Regions from separate parts of the Danio rerio genome. Here region 2 is linked to region 1. The links are chromatin contacts, called in public Micro-C maps. All regions are on one chromosome and are shown on one strand. Each heading gives the region's core, a stretch centred on a gene start, on an enhancer-like site or on the middle of the called end of the contact. The rest is flanking DNA. Distances are from core to core; before and after follow the strand shown. Region 1 has its middle 22 kb from the start of bbx. Region 2 holds the start of cblb (Cbl proto-oncogene B, E3 ubiquitin protein ligase).

The links. A called contact is a pair of places that touch in the nucleus more often than the background predicts.
Region 2: a contact with region 1 is called in a Micro-C map of caudal fin, with 2.6 times the contacts expected there. The contact joins the promoter of cblb here to the enhancer-like site in region 1. A contact is called at or near these places in 1 of 18 Hi-C or Micro-C datasets (caudal fin) and 1 of 4 datasets of contacts at active chromatin or transcription factors (caudal fin).

The regions. Positions count from the first base shown.
Region 1 is chr10:33,463,145-33,466,954 of GRCz12tu, reverse strand. No RefSeq gene overlaps it. Among named protein-coding and RNA genes, the nearest start is that of bbx, 22 kb to the right of the region's middle. Within about 2 kb of position 1,349, at least 22 of the 62 cell types and tissues checked have an H3K27ac peak or open chromatin away from gene starts, as enhancers often do. A contact at or near this core is called in caudal fin, where this site is marked.
Region 2 is chr10:33,506,103-33,509,908 of GRCz12tu, reverse strand. It overlaps cblb (Cbl proto-oncogene B, E3 ubiquitin protein ligase), which reads right to left and starts at 1,835. Exons shown (of 19, transcript XM_073914915.1): 1 at 1,573-1,835; 2 at 791-953. The coding sequence starts at 943.

The DNA of each region.
Region 1 (3,810 bases), core at 100-2,599:
AGCTGTAGTTTTGCTCTGTATTTTTTCTCCATTAAGGGCTTATTATGCTTTCTCTGTTGCCATCTTGTGGACAGACAACATCAACTGTCTTTGCTCAGTATTGACAGGCGACACGCTATCTTTCAGAAATTACTAATATTTTAAAATAGGCACTATCCTTATAAATAAACTGCATAGCTGCAATCTAAACAACTACATTCTTAAATAAAAGAACCTCAAAAGTATATTCTGTTGCCCAACTGCACCAATATTTGTCAAACTGTAGTGTGTCCTCTGCTTGAAGATGTATGTGGACGGAGTAATAGACAAGGGGGAAGGGTGAGGAGGCGGTACAAGTGCTGTTATTGGCAGGATATTGCACAGCTATCAGCTACTCAGATTCAACAACCAGACAGAACTGTTGTGTATATACAGTATAAGTCAGAATTATTAGCCCCTCTAAATTATTAGCCCTCCTGTTTATTTTTTCCCCAATTTCTGTTTTACGGATTTACGGAGAGAAGACTTTTTCAACACATTTCTAAACATTATAGTTTTAATAACTCATCTCTAATAACTTATTTATTTTATCTTTGCCATGATGACAGTAAATAATATTTGCCTGGATATTTTTAAAGACACTTCTACACAGCTTAAAGTGACATTTAAAAGCTTAACTAGGTTAATTAGGTTAACTAGGCAGGTTAGGATAATTAAGTTATTGTATAATGATGGCTTGTTTTGTAGACTATCGAAAAAAAAAGTTAGCTTAAAGGGGCTAATAATTTTGACCTTAAAATTTAAAAAAAAATTAAAAACAGTTTTTTTCCCAGTCGAAATAAAACAAACAAAACTTTCTCCAGAAGAAAAAAATGTTATCAGACATACTGTGAAATTTTCCTCTGTTAAACATCATTTGGGAAATATAAAAATAAGGAATAAAAAAGTCAATAGGGGGGCTGATAATCCTGACTTCAACTGCATATAGTCAAGCCCAAAATTATGCCAGATACTGTAGGTACACCTTTCTACTACCGGGTTTCACCTTTTGTCTTCAGAACTACAAAACTGAACTACAAAAAAGTACTTGTCAATGTTTTAAAATCATGAGGTGTAATTTTCAGGATGAAAGGACTGTAAGAGCATCAGTTTAAGAGTAAGAATATGACTTTTTTCTTCTCATCTGCCAATCAGTCTGTGTTGTCCATGCAGCTGGGAGCAGAATTCCCTCACAGATTACAACCTGACATCTCCGGACACACACAAAAAGTCTGAGTGAGTATGCGTGTCTGTCCCAGGGGACTTCTTAACGCTTCAACATGACTCAGCCTGCCCTACTGATGAAGCACAAAAGATCCTGTTTTCCCGTGCATTTCCTGTGCAGCTCACACAACGCCTGTCAGCTATCAAAGTGAAGTGCTGTGAGTAAGGAGTGACTCAACCATACGCAGACCCTCATTACATCCAAATCTTTAGAGACCCATCGACCCCCCCCCCCCCCCCCCCCCCCCCAGACCTGGACTTTTCACACCGTTCTACTATAACAGATTTCCTTTCTTTCACTGTCAAACAAGACTATTGTCTGTTTAAAAAAATACAGTGAGAACAAAAAAAGATACCAAAAGAGAAAATGTCATTATTAAGTTACATTTAGTTTGTTCAACATTATTGTAAAAATTAAGAGACTACTGTACTTCATAGGGCTGATTACCTTTGGATTTAGTTATGTGTTTGAGTAAAATGTAAGCTTTTGTTTGATTCTGAAAACTACTGTTGGTATTTTCTCAAATGTTACGTTGAAATTTTGACATTCTGGGGCCTCATGTATCAACGCTGCGTACGCACAAAAACTTTGCATACGCCAGGTTTCACGGTCAGAATCGCTCACGTTTGGATTTACTAACGATGAATTGAACGTGGGAATGTGCGCAGCTCCACGCCAGCTTTATGGCTGGTGTACGCACATTTTTTGTGCGTGTCTGTTTTATTTCCATTGGTGACTCCTAAAGGCAGTTGTGTTCAATTGCACTCTATAAAGTGTCTTTGAGCCTTGCAATGGCAGCTGTATGAGATGGATTCATCTAGCAGGTATATAAGATTTCCATACCATACAGTTGACCAAACAAACATTAAAGCGCAATTTGCAGCGGTCGCCTGTTTCCTCATTGTAATGGGAGCGATCTACCGCATGCACATTGCTATAAAGGCACCACCTGAAGAGGAATTTGCATGCGTGAATCAGAAACATTTCCATTCAATAAATGTGCAAATAAAATATGATGCACACACTTATTAATGATTCCTACTTGTCTTTCTCGTGATAAATAGTAGACACAATCTGATATGTAGCTGGGAAAAAAGAAGAAAGAGTTCATCAGACGCTGGATTCGAATCGAGTTCATGCTTGAACGTGTCAAAACATATTAACATGAGTTTAATGAGCTGCGCCACTGAGACTGTTAAGGGTACTACAACATTTTACACCTATAAACCACACTATTTCTCTTTTAACTCCACAGTGCGATGTTCAGACCCAACTGTGTTAACCGCATCAGCTAAACTCTCCCCACTCTATTTTTTTCATTTGTTGTTAATTCCGGAGGACAAATTTGCAAATAACACCGTTTTCCTTCGGTCTACCTCTGAAAGCAGCACCTCCAATTCACATACTCTTCAAAGTTTCTCTTCTTGCTTGCTTTTGCCATTGCTTTTTCGTTGGGTTTTGCCAAAGTAGAGTCATTAGCATATTCATACGGGGGCGGAGGCAGGGAGGGGTTTTGTGCTCGTGCATGTTGCGCTCAGATCACGTTCATTCGGATGTACAAAAGAATATGTGTGGGATTCGGCGTACACAATGTTTCATACATCTGAATTTTTTTCTGCGTACGCACATTTACAGCTTTGTGCGTACGCAATGTTTCAGTATGATTTCCACGCAAGTCTTCGTACATGAGGCCCCTGGGCTTTTCCACAAAAAAAAAAAAGGGGCTCTGTTTTCAGATGTTTATAGGCTCATTCTGAAATGTACCCCGTATACATTTCTGTAGAGCACCAAATATATGCCTGGAGCTACGTTTTATGCAGTTTTTCTTTTTTCGAATCCTGTAGAGGCCGCTGTGTGTGCTTTTTGAGATCTTAAATTTCTCTTGCGAGTGCCATTCACCCCTGCATATTTGCATAAATTCACCAGAGGCTGCTGTTGACTGATTGATCGAGTGACTGACAAAGCAACAAATAACCCCCCCCCCCCTTCCTAAACCCAACCAATAGTGTTTTAAAAAAACACAGATTGACCAGCACGCACCACCTTCCCTAAACCCAACCATGCTTTGAAAAGCAATCCAAAAAAGAAAAGCCCCCTAATTTTTACCACATTCTTACCCTGTCATTTAATCCACACAGGCTCATTCTGAAAACGTAGCACTATATACATTTGGAGACCGCAAATTATCGTAGCTTCCTGTTCATGTGGACTTTAAATGAAATTAGTTCATGTTAGTTTATGTTAACTCACAGTGCATTAACTCAGTGGTTACCAAAGTGAGGGTTAGTGATTTAGAAAAAAAAAATTATTAAACTATTTGAATGAGTATATTTGCATATGAGCATATGAAGATAAAAAAGCAGTTAATAGTTAAAAAAAAAAAAAAAAAAACATTTTTTTTTCCATTGGATTGAGACCCCTGGTCTCATTGCGTTAGATTAAAGACAGGGTCAGATGTAGCATATTGATTTCATGGCACCTTGTACACTCATGTACATTCAAATTAAATACAGGCGCAAATGAACATGGAGGATGATCTCCGAATGGTGTCCTCTAAAATTAAACGA
Region 2 (3,806 bases), core at 586-3,085, 42 kb before region 1:
CTAACATCTTTCATTTGATATTTGTGGAGTAGATGATGGATGATGAATGGGGTAATGTTAGTTTTGTTACATTTTAAAAATTGCATAAATAAAAGTATGCATGCGGGACGCAAGTGCTTCCTCTGTACTCTCACATTGAGTGACTTTTCCATATATGGAACTTATCCATAAATGCATTTATTTAATTATTTTATGATTGACATTTGCAGCAAACATACTTCTGTGACAATTGTCTATATAATCAATAAATGACAGACTGACAGACTGAAAGGTCCTTAGGTTAATAGATAAATAAATAAATATTAGTTAGATGGATGGATGGACGGATGGATGGATAGATGGATATAGACAGACAGACAGACAGACAGACAGACAGACAGAAAAACAGACAGAAAAACAGACAGATAGATAGACAGAAAAGTAGACAGATGAACAGACAGACGGACAGAAAGACGGACAGAAAGACGGACGGACGGACAGACAGACAGACAGACAGACAGACAGACAGACAGACAGATAGACAGATAGATAGATAGATAGATAGATAGATAGATAGATAGATAGATAGATAGATAGATAGATAGATAGATAGATAGATAGATGCCTTTTAGATGGTTGATTTTAGCTAACAACAAACTCCTCGGTCTTGTCGCCACTCAGTAAACAGTTTGCTAGAATGTATCAAACAAACGCTTCCAAACAAGAGACTTCGTGGAAAAGTCTCTCAGAGCGGGAGAGCAGAGGAAGCGCTGTTGCGTCATCGCCAGGAAGATTGTAAACACACACTTACCACTTTGTCCATGAGTTTCCATGTCTTCTCTACGGTCCGGCGGTCCGCGGCCGCTTGCTTTGGGGGTCCGACAGCGTCCTGGATGGCGTCAATAATGCCTAAAATACGGCCTTTCCGATTGTTAGGTGGGCGTCCACTGAGAGCAGTTGCCATTTTCTGCACACTGTAACACACAGAAATGTTTCTGATGGCAACAAACACATGTGTGCAGATGTGTGACAGTACAAATGAACTGTAAACTAGCGGAACTAAAAACCTTTTTATAGCAGTTCAACGATTAGTATCAAGACAGCGATTAGCACCAAGAGAAATTATTGCACTTTGCAACTGTATGGTTATGATGCATATGTTTGAGGCCATTTTAAACTTACAATGTGGTACTTTTAATATTTAAAACGTCTGATATTAACGTATTAATATCCTCATCTCATAAAATTCATGATTGCTGTGCTGAAAAAAAATCTCTAAAACCCATTTTGAATTAGTAAATAACTCAACAATATTAAAAAACTTTGTTTTGGTTAACTTTTTCAGAAAAAAAGCATGCAGTTCAACATAGTACTTTGAGCTGCCTCTAAAGTAGAGCTTTTGTGCCCTGCAATTGAGAATAATTAATTTAATAAACTAATATTAAAGCACTAAACAGAATGCAAAACGCGTTGTAATAAGAAGCAGCTGGTCTTAGAAGGCTATGACAACTCATCAGACAGAGAAAAAATATTACAATCACTGTAAAATGCGGAAAATTGCTCTTATGTATCATCTATAAACTCCAGACTTACTGCGGCAAAAGGAAAACAGTGTAGCTGCCAAGACAGGGAATGTCAGAGTTCCTGAGTTGAAGCTTTAGGGAGGTCCCCTCAACAAATTGCAACAAAAGCAACAAAAACACAACGCCAATGCCGGGAAACTGTTACATCTCTGCCCAGATGTTCACAAACGAGAAGCGGCTGTTTCGTATCCTCTCGCAGAAACCGCTTAAACGCAGTACAATCCCGCTTTTCTCGCTGTATGATATGGTCGTGACACTGCTCGGTTAAAAATCAGTACTGGAACAAGAAAGCAGCGAAGCCAACAGGGCGGAGTCGAGTGGGCGTTCTCTAGTGGCCAATCAGAGGGCGAGAGTGCTGTCAGAGGTGACGGAGTTCTCCAGTCGCCAATTACAGTGGAGATTTTAAGTGCATACTTAATATTTCCGTAAATGAAGAGGCAATGAAATCGTGCAAAGCGCTTTGTAGGTTGTTCCAGTTATGCAAATTGTACATTCAGTCATCTTCACTTTCTCCGATGGAACAAGTAATATGGCAAGCCCAACTAACATTTATGGTTAGCCTACTTAAATCTTGAGTGCACGATCTAAGTTTTTTTTATTTCTAATCCTATTGTATCTATTTTTGTATTTTATTTTTAGTACTATTCAACCCTGAACAATAAATAACATAATATTTTAAAAGACACTTTGTTAAACTATAGTTAAATTTTAAACATCAAATGTTGGATTAAAAATCAACATCGGATAATGCAATTCAAAAGGGCAAATAAAATTAAAATCTCAATAAAGTGAAAGTTAACAAGTCATAATAATAATTATAATGAATATAATTATAATTAATATAACAGATCATTTTTATAGTGTAATAAATAAAATCCTAATACTGAAGAATAGCTAATAGCGATGAATACTACTAAGAAGTGCTGTAAATAATTCACATCCCACCTTTAAAAAACCATTCATTCATTCATTTTCCTTCGGCTTAGTCCCTTTATTAATCAGAGGTCAACACAGCAGAATGAACCACCAACTTATCCAGCATGTTTTAGGCAGTAAATGCCCTTCCAGCCGCAACCCAGTACTGGGAAACATTCATACACTCTCACATTCACACTCATACATACACTGCAGCCATTTTAACTTATTCATTTCACTATAGCACGTCTTTTGGACTGTGGGGGAAACCGGAGCACCCGGAGGAAACCCACACAAACATGGGGAGAACATGCAAACTCCACAGAGAAATGTCAACTGACAACCCGAACTCGAACCAGCAACTTTCTTGCGGTGATGCGACAGTGCTAACCACTGAGCAACCGTTAATATAATCGGTTATATAATTAATATAATTACAATTAAACAAACAGATAATTTTTATAGTGCAATATATTAATCCTAATAATGAAGAATGGCTATCAACGATAACTGGAATAGTACCAAGAAGTTTTTTCATTCATTTTCTTTTTGGCTTAGTCCCTTTATTAATCCGGGGTCGCCACAGCGGAATGAACCGCCAACTTATCCAGCACTTGTTTTGTGCAGCGGATGCTCTTCCAGCTGCAACCCCATCTCTGGGAAACATCTATACACACTCATTTACACTCATACACTACGGACAACTTAGCCTACCCAATATACCTATTTCGCATGTCTTTGGATTGTGTTGGAAACCGGAGCACCCGGAGGAAACCCACACAGACACAGGGAGAGCATGCAAACTTCACAGAAAAAAACACCAACTGATCCAGCCGAGGCTCGAACCAGCGGCCTTCTTGCTGTGAGGCGACAGCACTACCTACTGCGCCACCTCGTCACCCTACTACCAAGAAGTGCTGCAGATAATTAATATCCAATCTTTAGATCAGGGGTCACCAAACTTGTTCCTGGTGGGCCTGTGTCCTGCAGATTTTATCTCCAACCCTAATCAAACACACCTGAACAAGCTAATCAAGGTCTCACTAGGTATACTTGAAACATCCAGGCAGGTTTGATGAGGCAAGCTAAACCCTGCAGGAACACTGACCTTCCAGGACCGAGACTGGTGACCCCTGCTTTAGATAAACATGCAATTAATTTAAAAATTGTTACTTGTAACATTTGATGTGTTAAACTGAAAAGGTGATAACTAGTAGACTACTAGTAATATGAAAACAGATAGGTCAACTACAGTAAAGTTATGAAGACCAAATGTTAAAATGGCTTTCCACACTGGTCCGATGTTTAGGTGCCCTAAAACCACGTGGG